2 separate regions of the Capra hircus genome follow, and region 1 is linked to region 2. The links are chromatin contacts, called in public Hi-C maps. All regions are on one chromosome and are shown on one strand. The core of a region is the stretch at or near the end of the contact, and the rest is flanking DNA. Distances in the headings are between cores, read along the strand shown.

Evidence for each region. A called contact is a pair of places that touch in the nucleus more often than the background predicts.
Region 1: a Hi-C map of blood shows a contact between it and region 2, with 7 times the contacts expected there. The contact joins two enhancer-like sites. A contact is called at or near these places in 2 of 5 Hi-C or Micro-C datasets (both in blood).

Annotation. Positions count from the first base shown.
Region 1 is chr17:17,982,875-17,989,617 of ARS1.2, reverse strand. MLXIP (MLX-interacting protein) reads right to left here. Exons shown (of 17, transcript XM_018061303.1): 2 at 3,893-3,999; 3 at 3,249-3,334; 4 at 1,681-1,770; 5 at 1,106-1,147; 6 at 629-800. Among named protein-coding and RNA genes, the nearest start is that of MLXIP, 43 kb to the right of the region's middle. Within about 2 kb of position 3,942, at least 2 of the 5 cell types and tissues checked have an H3K27ac peak or open chromatin away from gene starts, as enhancers often do.
Region 2 is chr17:17,925,321-17,932,570 of ARS1.2, reverse strand. It overlaps BCL7A (B-cell CLL/lymphoma 7 protein family member A), which reads right to left. Exons shown (of 6, transcript XM_018061300.1): 6 at 5,789-7,250. Among named protein-coding and RNA genes, the nearest start is that of MLXIP, 14 kb to the left of the region's middle. Within about 2 kb of position 4,965, at least 2 of the 5 cell types and tissues checked have an H3K27ac peak or open chromatin away from gene starts, as enhancers often do.

The sequences.
Region 1 (6,743 bases), core at 2,693-5,192, 58 kb before region 2:
TCTGGCCTTCTCAGTCCATGCTGTGGGAAGGTATCAGGGGCCCAGGTTGGATCTTCCGGGCCCTACTTGCATTCTCCTGGGAACAGGAGGAAGGTAGGCCACTGGCTAGGATTTCTCCAGGGGGTTCATGGGCATTCTCCACCCTCAGAGGATGGAGAAGAAAGTGAGTTTGCAGGGGAAAGGTAAACTGAGTATCTGGGAGCAGATGCTCTGCTGTGAACAGCTCTGCAGAGACCCCTCGGTGCTGACTTCAGTCCATGGGCTCCTCCTGGAGGGTTAACTGGATGGCTGCAAGCTCCCAGGTGAGAGGCCAAATGACGAGTGCAAATGATTTTCTCGAGAGTGAGTCTCAGCCCTGTCACTGGCCCCAGGCCCATGTCTTCAGGTGAGGGGACAGATCAGAAATGTGAAGCTCATTCAGACCAAATCCCCACTGTTCCCTGGCAGCAGCACCATGGGCCCAATGGGGACCCCATACAGCAAGGAGGTCGGCCACGCCTTCTCCTCAGAGCTGCCCCCAAACAAGCGGCAGAGGCTCAGGGATGGCCCCAAAGCAGAGCCTGCCCTGGGGACTCCTCCTGGGGTGGAGACAGCACCCTTTTCAGTCAAGGGTCTGGGGGCGGGTTACCTATTTCACGGGGGTTGGGCCAGGCCACGGGCGGGTGGGAGGAGAGTGTGGAGAAGAGGGTGTCGCTGAACTCCGACATGAGCATGTCCGTGTCCAGCAGCGTGTCCTCCTCCATGGGGACTGGCGTCTTCCAGCCGTCCCGGTGCTTGTGCCAGTAAAGCATGTCATCGTCCTACCACCAACGGGGGAAGGAAAAGCCAAACGGGCACCGGTGATTCGCGAGTTCTCAGTCAAGTCACGCTGGGGAGATACGTGGCCCAGTTTCTCAGAGCAGCAAGGGCTGCCAGGTAAGAGACGAGGCCAGGGGATGGGGACCTGCAGAGAACTGGCTTCTTTCCTTTATGTCCCTCCTCTGGCCCCAGGGAGAGTCCATGTCCCCACCACCTTCTACTGCGGTGCTGGGCCAGCCACGTCACTGCTGTTTCTTGTGAAGGGGCAGGTCCCATGAGGGTCCTCGTGGCCCCCACACTCGCTCACCTGGGCCAGGCTGGAAAGGTCCTCATCCTTGTGCTGCTGGAGCTGCAGAGAAAGGGGAGAGGGACAAGGTGGTCCCCCAAGGCCCAGAGCGGGGACAAGGCCCTCAGCCTCTCCTCCCTGGAAGAAGATCACTTTCAGAAGCATCTAGGCCTTCTCTCTCTGGGAGGAAGGTGGCCAGAAGGATCCTGCCACTGCCATCCCCAGGCTGAAGCTGGGCTCAGAGATTCCTGACCAGCGTTTGTGGAATAAACAGCCCCAGCTCCAAGCAGGATAGACTGAGAACAAGGTCACACAACCAAAGCAGGTCACCACTTGGGCTGGGCTAGAACGAGGGGCTGCAGGGGCAATGATGGGGGGCGGTGGGCAGTGGGTGGACAGCTCTGAGCCAGAGCCTCAGGGGTCAGTGTACTGAGTAAATATGGGCTGGGGTCCTTTTCAAATGTATTCGGCTGCACCGAGTCTCAGTTGCGGGATGTAGGATCTATATAGTTCTCTGACCAAGGATCGAACCCGGGTCCCCTGCCTGGGGAGCACAGCGTCTTAGCCACTGGACCACCAGGGAAGTCTCCAGATACCCTTTTCTTGAAGTAGGTTCTCCACTTGTGATACTCCCGGATCACAATCTCTATGCGGCTTTTCCAGTACTTTCCTTCTGTGGTGATGGCCTGTGGGAGAGACGTGGGGCAGAGGGATGAGGCGGTATTGGGTTTTATTCACAGAGCTCACCCTGCTAGCAAACAAGCGTCTGGCTCCAGACGTCAGGCCTGGGCAATCCAGCTCTGAGTCGCCAACTGGTTGCCTGCAGCTTTATCTACAGAGTGTGTTGGCCTCTTCTAGGCCATGCTCAGCCTCTGAGTGAAGGTGAGCTTCCACTAGGTTATCGTACCCCCCCAAGATAACCTAGGGGACTTTGGGGGCCCAGGGTCCAGAGGTTGGACTGGAGTAAGGCTCAGATAAAGTGCTAGGCAGGGGAGAAGCACAGAGATCTCGGAGCTGGAGGAATTGCCAGAGACTTGGGCTGGCTCTCAAATGCCCTGAGGCTCCGCCACATTTCCAAAGGGTGAAAACAAACAGCCAGTCACAGAAGGTTCCAGCAGAAAGTGACCTCCAAGGTCCAGCTCAACCTCCCCACCATGCAGCCCCTTTCACAGTTATCTCTGAATTCTGGTGACCAGGAATCATGACAGCCTCAGAGAGACCACCTCACTTTCACATTTGTTTCTTTTGATGGCTGCAGAATATTAAAGCAAGTCCCAGACATCCTATCATAAATGTCATATAATTTCACCTAAAGTACTTCACTACGTGTCTTAGACAGTGAAGAATCTCCACAGTGAATAATACAATACTATTCAGTTCAGTCCAGTCGCTCAGTCGTGTCCAGCTCTTTGCGACCCCATGAATCGCAGCACGCCAGGCCTCCCTGTCCATCTACCAGACCTAAAAAGTGATGAGATTCTTTACTACGGTCTGATACCAGATCGTGTCCCTTGGCTCCAAGCTGTCTTGTGTTAGGTTACCTTCCAAGGTCTCCCCTTTTCATCGTAACAGTAAGACAAGCTTGGACGAAACTAAAGCAATACAGAAGAGTAGAAAGTGAAAGTGGAGTCTTCCCTCCTCACATAATCCCACAAGTCAGGGTTCTGTATATCCTTTGACACATTTCCTACACATGTATAATCACACAGATACTCGCTTCAAAAAAGTAACCTGAAGATACTAAAACACTGTTGGGCAACTTGCTTCTTTTCATTTCCTATGTCTTCACCATCTTTCCCTCTCAGTTTATGTAAAGATCTGGAGGTCATTCTTCAGTGGTTAAAGATGTCTGCCTTGTCCCCCCCACCGCCTCCCCAGCTGACTTCCAGAGAAGCACCGAGATTAAAGGAAAGCAGAGGGTAAGTCTTGTTTGGAGGAAGCCCCAAGTCCTTGGATCAGCCTGGCCTGAGAAGGGGGAGCCTCTGCGGGGTATCAGGGGCCACGTGCCCCCACATGGCCGTCGCATCTCACGGTGTAACAGCCACCAGGACGCAGCACCCTGAGTGCTCTGCCCCGCTGCCTTCCTCGGTGGGGATCCAGCCCTCGCCCCGCCCTCGTGAGTCACCGCCTTCTCCCGAGTGAGGGCCCATCATCTGCCAAGTACCTCTGGCCGGCGGTGCTCGTCCACTTCCACAGAGCCGTCCAGCGGAGTGACAAAGTGGCACACGGGGTTCTTGCGCTTCTCCAAGTCTGGGTGGGGAGGGGTGAGACACTCACTGAGGAGCCCAGCCCCGCTGTCTACACCCCGCCCCTCGGGGGATCCTCAAGTGTTCTCCTCTTGGAAAATGAGATTTGGGGAAATAAAGGGTCCAGGTCAAAGGAAAAGACTCTCTCGGTGATGCGGGAGAGAGAAAGGGAAGTATGCCCGATCAAGAGGAAACACCAGCCTAAGCCTAGGGGGCCCCCGGCGCGCTGGTCTCCTGCAGGAATCACCAGACCCCCCAGCACCCAGGCCAGCCGGACACAGGCCATGGGCCGGGCCTGCACCTTCTCAGGCCCGCTGAAAACGGGGACTGTTCCGAATGTCACCTCTCAGCTGTACGCCCATCCCTTCCCCTCTGCATCACAACACTGAGCCTCCTGTAGACACTTGGATTTGGCTTGGTTCTCCTATCTCCACAGATTGCCTGAGAGAGACTTCTGTTTGACACACAGGGTTCCAAGGCCTGGCTCCAGGCCCCAAGTTGCACAGGCCTCTCGAGGGGGGCAAAACCTGCAGGGTCGTGGGTCCAGCCACGCAGCACTTACACTGCATGTACCAGGCCCGCCAGATGGCGTTGTTGAGCCGGATCTTGTCTCTCCACTGGAGCTTCAGGCCCTTGAAATTCTTCCACTTCGGAGACACCAACTTCCCACTGAAAGGTAAAATGAGGATGGGGACACTCAGTGGTTTCTCTGACAATGAAATGTGCCACCCCATCACTCCAGGCCTCAAAATTCTGGATTAATCCATACAAGCCACAGGCTCGGCTCAATAGGATATATAGTCGCTTTCACTACCCCGTTTAGTCGACTTTTGCATATCTTCAAGTTTTTCCATAATTAAAAGCGAAAAGTCTGTGGATTTTGCCTTATACGTGTATCAAATCACCATGCTGTACACCTTAAACTTAATGTTACACATCAATTTTATTTCAACAAAGTTGGGGGGAGGAAAAAAGAAATCTGACCACTGAAGGAAAAGCCAGGCTCCTTGAACCTGGTCTCGACCACCAGTCCCCAGGAGGCACTGACAATCCAGGCACACAGATGCCCCACCGGCCCTAGAACCCGCAGGGCCCTCTCCTGCCTCCAGGCCCCTGCACTGGCAGTCCCCATTCTTCACGGAGCTCCCTCCGCTCCCGGCCAGCTGCTCATCCTTCCAAGTGATGCTCAAATACCATCTCCTCCGAGCCGGCACTGGCCTCTCCCAGGCTGCTGCCAGCCTCTTCAGGATCTCTGAGCGCTGTTCACACCTCAAGGACACTCGTATCCACTCCCCGTAGGGCAATGTGTCTCCACACCTCTGGCCGCCAGACTGCAGCTTCTCAGGGGAGGGCCCTTCTAGTATCCCCACCCTAACCACCCAGCACTGAACTGGGCACAGCGCAGGGCCTCGTGCAATAATCCTTCACTGACTGAGTTAAAGGGCCTTTGCCAACAAAGCTGGTGGCAGGCAAGGGACGCTCCCTGGAGGTACAGACTGCTCAGATGGTTTAGTTTTCCACGGGCTGTGCCAGAAGCCACCTCTGAGCCGCTGGCATAGGGCTTCCCCTCTCCAGATGGCTGAGATGGGCAAGGCCTTCTTTCTGGTCCATACCAAAGGGGGTTTTGTGAGTTCTACATCACTGCAGGCCACAGCCCTGCCCTGTTCTCCAAAGCCACTCAGAGAGGCCATGTGACAAGCAGAGATGTGCCAGCAGTCACAACAGCCGGGGTCTTCAAAGAGAGCGCCTAAGTAATAAACGCTCCCCAAACCTGGGCACCTGATTTCGTCATCAGAAGCTCTTGGCAAATCTCATACCCCATCCTCCAACCCAGCACCGGGCCAGGCTGTGGATTGTAGGAGAGAAGGCTGAGACCCCCACAGAGAAAACATCACAGCAAGTCCTCTGAGAACTGGAGGGTCAGACAGACAGCAGCAGCCTCAGCTCAAAGGGTCAGGAGCTTTAAGCCAGTCACATGCCTTTCTGCCCCTGCTCCCCCAGTCCAAAGGCACTTCGACTTCAGCTGTCACCCACATTCACAGCCAGCAGCCTGGTGTTTCTGAGTCTCTGTGCTGCAACTGCATACTAGAAGTGAACTATTATAGCCACGTAACTCCTCTGACATGCCAGTTTCCTGGGTAAAATCACAATAATACCATTGCCTCCAGAGTGTTTTAAGAAGGATTAAGTGCACACACACGCAGCCACATTCTTAAGACACACAGCAGAGGTAACCCCTAAAGAATATTTTTTTAAAAACCCACAAAACTAACCAGCGGGCTTAAATATAAACCCACCCTTACTTCTGCTTTGTTATGTAAGACGTAGTGGATGATGAGAGCGTAAGAGCGCCTTAGAGAAGTTGGATGACACCAACATCTTCAATTACTTACCATGAAACGGGTGGGAAGAGTCAGAGAGAGGCCAGACCCTGGAGGCTAGAAACCCGCTCTGATAAAGTAACTTTCGGGTTCCCATCTTCTTCCCCCTAAAGTGCGGGATGCCTGCCTCTTCCGACCATGGGGATGTTCACTGCTTATGTCCAACGGCTACCACCCATCACCCCAGGCTTCTGTAATACCGCAACAGCCGACAGGCGGCGCTCAGCTGACACGAACAAGCCAGTCTGAAACCAAAACTAAAACCTAAACCGCCCTGAGAGGTGGAGAGGGTGCCAGGAGAGGCGATGGCTGATGGGACACTCGCCCACACACCGCAACCTGACTGCACACAAAGCGCTAGAAAAACGCGGGACACACATCTAGATGTCTCCTTACCGGAAGGGCTGCTCCCGCCTTTGATGTGGTGTCACTGTTAACCTTCGATGAGAACAGGAGACATTCCCCACGCAGACACCCACAGACAAGGACTGGGACCCTTTCTGTGGAGGCACCCCAAGTCTAGTTTCCCACGGGACGTACAAGACAGGCTGCTTTAAGGAGTTCTAACAGGCAGCTCCTTGGCAGGGATCCCTAGAGCAGGATTCCCAGAAAGCACCTACGGTCAGACTTCTGCTCCCCCCAACCCCACCCCAGCTTAACTTGGCTTCCAGACATGGTTGGCTGGGATGCTTCTTCGCCTAACTCAAGGTTCTGCCATATTCCTTCTTTAAAGTGTAACCAGAAACACATTATTAAAATTTCTGAGGTCTTCTCTGGTAGTCCAGCGGCTAAGACTTTGTTCCCCCTATACAGGGGGCCCAGGTTCGATCCCTGGTCAGGGAACTAGATCCCACATGCCCACAATGAAGATCAAAGATCCCACGTGCCATGACTAATACCTGGCGCAAACAACTAAAATTTTAAAATGTAAAAAAGAAAAAAATATTTCCGAGACTACTGGCTTCGCCCTCAATAAACAAAAGACCTCCTCTGGCCTTACCTCCCAACCCTGCCTTCTTAAACATCACCCCC
Region 2 (7,250 bases), core at 3,716-6,215:
CCGACCCAGGGATTGAACCCACATCTCTTACATCTACCTGCATTCTGTAGTCAAGTTCTTTAACACTAGTGCTGCCTGGGAAGCCCGTGGCACATAGTAGGTAATTATTATTATTGTTATTACCATTAGTCATTATTTTTTATCATATTCTTTCAACCACACAGTTTCAACAGGAAAGTGTGGTCAAGTACAGCAGTTGGCCAGGTGGTAAATAGTTTTGACTTTGCAAGTCAGTCTCTATAGCAACTACTCAATTCTGCTGTTGTATTGTGAAAGCTGCTGCTGCTGCTGCTAAGTTGCTTCAGTCGTGTCTGACTCTGTGTGACCCCATAGACGGCAGCCCACCAGGCTCCCCTGTCCCTGGGATTCTCCAGGCAAGAACACTGGAGTGGGTTGCCATTTCCTTCTCCAACGCATGAAAGTGGAAAGTGAAAAGTGAAAGTGAAGTCACTCAATCGTGTCTGACTCTTAGCAATCCCACGGACTGCAGCCCACCAGGCTCCTCCGTCCATGGGATTTTCCAGGCAAGAGTAGTGGAGTGGGGTGCCATTGCCTTCTCTCAATTGTGAAAGCAGTCAGGGACAATATGTAAGTGAATGAGCATAGCTGTGTGCCAATAAAACTTTATTTACAATAACAGCTGGCAGGCTGGATCTGCTGACCCTGGGTCTAGTGGCAGACAGGCTGGGTTCCACAGCCTTCTTCACTGAGCACCTGCGGGACCCTGTTCAGTCACTTCCCTGGCCACAGTTTCTCATCTGTATGATGGGGCAGCTGATCCCTGCTCTAACTACCATTTAGGGTGACAAAGAGGTCAAATGAGCTCATACTTTGAGAGAGCCCTGAGGGAGAAAAGCGGAGTTTAAGAGTCTCTTGAGATTCTTTGATGCAAAGCAGATTGTTATCTCTGGTCAAGTCTAAAGAGAGAAAGCCACTGACTCCAAGTCACCCAGGGCATCCATGGGCACAAGTGTCTGTCCCAGGGGTACCCTAGAGGGAGACAGGAACAAAAGGCCTGGTACCACCTCCTGGTGCTTGCCTCCTAGAGGCCTTTTCCCCCAGGGCCTGTAGAGGTAGGGCAATGATGGAGAGATGCTGGAAAAATGAACCTCCAGTGAGCTATTCCTCGGCCTAAAGGTCCCTCTTGGGCCTGACATACAGGGCCACCAACGCTCACAGCGGGGATGCGTTGTCACACCTCCAGCCCTTTACTCAAGCCCTTGCGTTGGCCAGGAATGTCTTCCCTTTGCCTGTTTCCTGGTGGGGTTCTAGTCATTCCACAAGGCACCACTCGGGCTCTAGATCATCTGGGGCGAGCTGGGTGGATAACTCCAGTGTCAGTCTTGTTTAGGGGAGAGGCGAGTCTTTAGGGAGCAAAGTGTAACTCAGAGGACAAGCTGAAAGCAGCTGGAGGTGGGCGATTCTGCCTTTCCTGGAGCTTCATGGTCTAGCAGCTGGAGCTCTGGGGTCTAGACATGCAAGAGAATAATAACTATAATAATAAGAGCAGCAACAACAGCAGTCGATATTTATTGAGATTTACTATGTGCCATGGGCTTCCCTGGTGGCTCAGACAGTAAAGAATCTGCCTTCAACATGGGAGACCTGGGTTTGATCCCTTGGTCAGGAAGATACCCTGGAGAAGGGAATGGCAACCCACTCCTGTATTCTGGCCTAAAGAACTCCATGGACAGAGGAGCCTGGCGGGCTACAGTTCATGAGGCCAGAGTCAGACACCACTGAGCAACTAACACGTTCACATTCAGGGCTTGTCTGGAGCACTTTACGTGTATTTGGTAATTTACATATATTAATCCTCACAACAATCTGAGGAAGCACCATTATTCTTTCCATTTTACAGATGAGGACGCTGGGGCCCAGAGAGGTTAAGATACTTCCTTGAGGTCACCCAGCTCTGAAGTGCTGGAGCTCTGAGGATTCTAGAAAAGCCTGCTTCCAAAGTCCAAATCAGGTCTATGTTAGGCTCTATTTCCTTGTGCTCAGCTGTGAAACTTCCAAGTTCCTGTCACATGGGAGCATTGAAAAAATAAAGTCTGGAGGAAAGAGACGGTCCTTCCAAGAGAAAAACAGTCAGGGTCAGAGCAACCATCTCAACAACCATCCCTCATTCTGGATTTGTCCAGGAGACCCTCCAAGCCCTTGGATGGAGGGGTGGGGGCTCAGGTGGGGAAAGACCAAGGGAAAGCTAACCTAAACGATCACAGGCATTTACTGGCTCAAGAACTTGAAAAGTTCAGGAGGGCTGGTTTCAGGGCCAGCTGCTGACTTCCCTGGAGGTTCGGTCGGTAAAGAGTCTGCCTGCAATGAGGGAGACCTGGGTTCAAGCCCTGGGTTGGGAAGATCCCCTGGAGAAGGAAATGGCAACCTACTCCAGTATTCTGGCCTGGAGAATTCCAGGAGGAATTCCAGAGAAGCCTGGTGGGCGACAGTCCATTAGGTTACAGAGAGTTGGACACAACTGAGTGACTAACACTTTGGGTCCAAGTGGTGCTCTCAGGAAGCTCACACTCACCGTCTTTCAACTCTCTCCTGTCTCAGCTTCATTCTCAGGCAGGCTTCTCCCTGCCTTGGAGTGAAGGTGGCCCCAACAGCTCCACTTAACTCCAGCCAACACTCTAGGGGAAGTGTTTCCCAACAGGTCCCACAAAAATTCCAGGGCTGACTTTCATTGGGCCATGTGATCATCCTTGAGCCAATTGCTGTTGCCAGGGAGAGGGACCCAGATAGCCCAGCCACCCTTGGGGCTGAGAGTGGGTGAGGGGGACCCCTACTGGAAGAAGAGGGGAATGCAACTGGCAAAGGCAGCCAGTGTCTCCTATGAGCCTCTGGAGGAAAATAGGCATTCCTCAAGGGGCAGGTGAGGGATAAACTTGGGCGTTAGGAATTCAAATCCCTCCTCAGCCCAACCGCGGACTTCTGTGACATTTGTTGCGGTTCAGACTTGGACCTGGACCAGAGCTTTGTCTGCCTGCCTTCCCCTCCTCAAACTTGTTCCCACCTCACCTGGCTGCAGTGCCTGTTGCCTTCACATCACCTGGGGGCACACGGGCCTTCTTGCCAACTCCTCGCCTCCTGCTTCACCTACAGTCTAGTTCCATAGTTGCCCTGCCCCCACCTCCTGTCTAGCTTTTTCCAGTCCATGCCATTCACTAGCAACACCGCCCCCAGTCCAGCAGGGCCCTGGCTCAGAAACCTCCAGCCACTTGTTAACATCCACGAGGCAAAATGGACTCCTTAGGCCTATGCCTGGGCTCCTCCACCATCCTAGGAGCCTCCCTGACCCCTACCATCAAAATGCACCTCTCCCCAATTCCAAACTGTCCCCAGCATCCTAGCGTACCAGCTTATCTGCTTAGAGAGAAAAGGTCAAGCTGGAGTCAATGCTGCCCAGGGTTCAGGAGACAGATGGTATTCAAGTGATGCCTGTAAAGTCCAAATTTCTAGCCCTTGGGCATGACTGCTCCTTGATGAAGAGAGATGAGAGGAAGTCAGAAAGCTCCACAGAGACAGGGAAGCTGAGACAAAGATAAAGCAGAATGTCTGAGACAAGAGACCCAGGGGCCTGGAGACAAGAATGGCAGAGGGAAGAGGAGAGATTCAGAGATGAAGATGAGTCTGGAAGGAAGGGACCTTCAGCCAGAGTTGGAGACCCAGGGAACAGAACTCAGGAATACCAGAGAGAGTGAAAGTGTGCCCGCTAAGGCACTTTTTTTTTTTTTTGGTTAAGCAAACAAGGTCCCTATGATTTATGTTTTGTCAGGATGAACTTTCCATATCAGGAGTTTATTTCACTGAGCAACCAATCCTGGTAAAAACACTGGAACACCTTAAAAAGGAACGGGGTAGGGAGGAAAGTCAGACAAAACAAAAAAGGAGAACGTTTGCCTCCAGGTCGGTCAACACGGGTGACTTAGCACACGACAGCTAGAACAATCGTCCCACCCCTTTTGCCCATAGCTGGTGGTTCACCTAGGGCCAGGTTTCAGGTGCGAGAGGAGAAAGAGAGACTGGACAAAGAAAGGAAAAAGTCCACTGGGGGAGGGAGGCCGAGCTGGAGAGCGAGAAAGAGCCTGAGTTGTGGGGGGAGAGGCCCTGGGGCGGTTCTGGATCCAGCCTGACCATGAGTCACTAGCTGTTAAGGCAAGTCAAGACAGAGCTTCAAGTCACCAAATAATCGACCCCTGAGCCCCTGCCATGGGCCAGAGCCTCCTGAAACCAGGGACACTGCCAGGACGCAAGATGGGGGCAGATGGCCTGGCTGCAATTTATACCAGGGTTCTAATTGGCTACCAACTCAGCCTCCCACAAACACCCGCCCGCAGCATGTAGGAGGCCACAGTCCCGGTGTTCAAGTTGTATACAAAGTCAGGGCCACGCTGGAGACACCAGAGCAGCCCACTCTGTGAGTAAAATCTCACAGGATTTTACTCTTTACCATGACGCTCCAAAATCACATGGTGTTCATGATTTGAATTTTTATTTTCTGAAATGGAACCATTGTACATTGTACAAACCATATCTACTGATGGAATAAATAAGTGAAAAATTATACTGCTGTACAACACACCAAAAAAAAAATCGTAAGAAAAAAAAAAAAACAATTAGGTAACGGTGAATAAAAAGGTCTTTATATCTCTAAGCAGGTCCTTGGCTGATAATGGAACATTCCAAACCATGACATCGTTGGTAATGGGAGGTCACCACCTGTGAGTCAGTCTTCCGCCTTCGGGTTATGGGTGTTAAGTGCCAGCACTTTGTGGAATGTGTAACCGCAGCATCCCCAACTTCAAGTTTCGCGGGGAGTTAAGTTTGCCCTGGGAGCCCTTTAGGCTGCGGGGCCTGGTGTTGGCGGAAGGCATTCGCTTAGGACCCCCGCCTCTGGCTCCGCCGGCTGAAAGGTCTTAGATTCCGTGGTGGGAGAGGGGGCAAGGGGCGCAGGATGGTGTGGGCAAGGGCGGCGGCCCCGAGGAGCGGGCCGCATAGGGGAAGGAAGCACATGTGGGTTTTTGCAGTCTCACCATCCCGCGTGGAAGGCCTTCCTGGCCGGCGTGGATGGGGGCGCAGGGCCGCTGGCCGCTCTGCCTGGCATGGCCGTGGCGGGGCCCAGTCGGCCCGGACCCCTGGCCCGTTTCCTACCTTCAGGCACTTCAGAGAAAAACTAATGACAGCCTCGTATCCCGGGCGTCCTCCTTTGTTCACCCTCAACCATGTCCGCCCCCCTTGCCTGTCGAGGGGACCCTGCTGTTTCCACGGATGCCTGTGTTGTGATTCGTCTTCGGCTGTCTTGCTTGTCACCTCTCGTTTCCCAAAAAAAATAAAGAGGAGGGAATAGATATCCAGATTCATCTTTCATCCAAATGGAGTTTTGCTGCAAATAAAGGAAGTTAATTCTAACTCTATAGGATCTGGAGGTAAAGCCGCCTTGAGATACGCTGAGAGGTAACACAGAACACAGTTCTCCGCAGAACTGCCTGCCTGAGGGGCAAAATTGATAAGGATTTTTTAAGACAGAAACCTTTCGGCATCTCTAACTTCAACATGACCATTTTCAAAGTTTGTGTGTGTGTGTGTTTCCCCTTCCCTTGCTTCAGGAGACATGTTTGCATGAGGTATTTGAAATTCAGGAACATTTTGATTCTTCTTGAAGTGCAGGAAATAGATTGGCTCCCTTCAAAAACAAAGAAGAGCCTCACCCTCAGAAACGCTTAGAAAATGGAGTCTGGCATACACTCCCCATGGTGGTCAGGAGAGAGATCCACACGTGAAAGGTGGTACTTGAATATATGCACCAATTGGCTGAAACAGAAACAAAACGAAGAAACAAACAGAAAAAAAAAAACAAACCAACAAAACCCGGAACCCTCCCCCTCCCCCCTCACACAACTCAAAGGGAGTTGGAACTCCAGTGCAGTAACGAAAGCTCAGGAGAAGGGTTAAGGGTCTGAGGAGTCCGTATAGGAATTAAGAGCAAACCAGGCCTCAGAACCAAAGAGTGAGGCAGTTCATCCAAGGTGGGGGGCGTGGGGAGAAGAGGTGCTTCTCCGTTTTAGTGACAGGAAGCTGTCCCAGTGCAGGCGGGGGATGCAGGCGGGGGAGGGACCCCAGGGCCCCCTTTCTGGAGGAGTGCAAAGCTCTCCAGTTTCTCGGGGGCCTCATTTCTGGCCTTCAAGTTCCCAACCCTTAAGGCCTGCTCCCCCGTGGGGACCCTCGGAGCATCCTGGGAAAGAGACGCGATCCAACTGTTGGCTCCAGGAGTCAGAACAGTGTGCAGAAAGCCGGTGGACTCTGCATTTCGGCCGACTGCAACCTCACCTCCTCCGCGGGTGGGGCCAGGTGGAGCTGGGGAGGTAGACTAGGGCAGCAGGTGACTGTGGATTTGAAATCCAAGCAACGTCCTATGAGAGAAAGTTCAGCACCAGCTATTCCTGCCATCTGCTCCCAGCCTCCTCCGGCCCTTTATCGCCTTAAGGAGACCATCCTGCCATCAGCCACAGGAGCCAGTCCGTCTTCGGAGGTGTCGGAGGTTGCCACATGGTGGGGAGGGGCTGAGGGGGGAAGTGCCAGGACAATCCAAGGGCTCTGTATGTCCCTCTGGGCAGCTGTGGGCTTGGAAACACCAGTTCAGATGCCTCAAGCAAGCCTGGGAACAATGCCCAGACATCTGAGACTCCTCGGACCCTGGAGGCTAGCATTGTCCCCAACCAGGGCTCAGGGTGTATTCTGCAGCCTCCCAGCTGCACCTAGAAAACCAGATGGCCGGGGAGGTCCTGCTCTTCTGCGGCCTCAAGCTCTCCTTCTCCCTGCCTGGTCCACTCCAGCTGAAGTCCTGGGGCAGGGAGGAGAAAGACTCGAGGACCGGAGCAATGGCTGCCTGAACTGAACCAAGAGGGCACTTGTAAGGGGAGACGCAAAACAACCAGGAAAACATGCCAGAGGTCACCTCAAGGGCACAAGGCACGAAAAAAGAAAGCGGAAGGAATATTGGTTGAACAGTGAAAAGCCCCGATGAAAAGCGAATTCCTGATCAGTACCACCCTCAAATAGCTTATATCATTAAATAGAGGAGTGGGGAGGGAAAAAAAAAAAATACAGCAGCAACACAAATGTAATCTTGGCTTCAGAGACAGTGTCCAGACGCTCCTGAGCTGTCGACCTCGCCTTCCCCAGGAAAGTCACTTCAAGATTCGAGTGTTTTGCTTCACAGCAGAAAGTTCTTCAGTGTCTGAGAA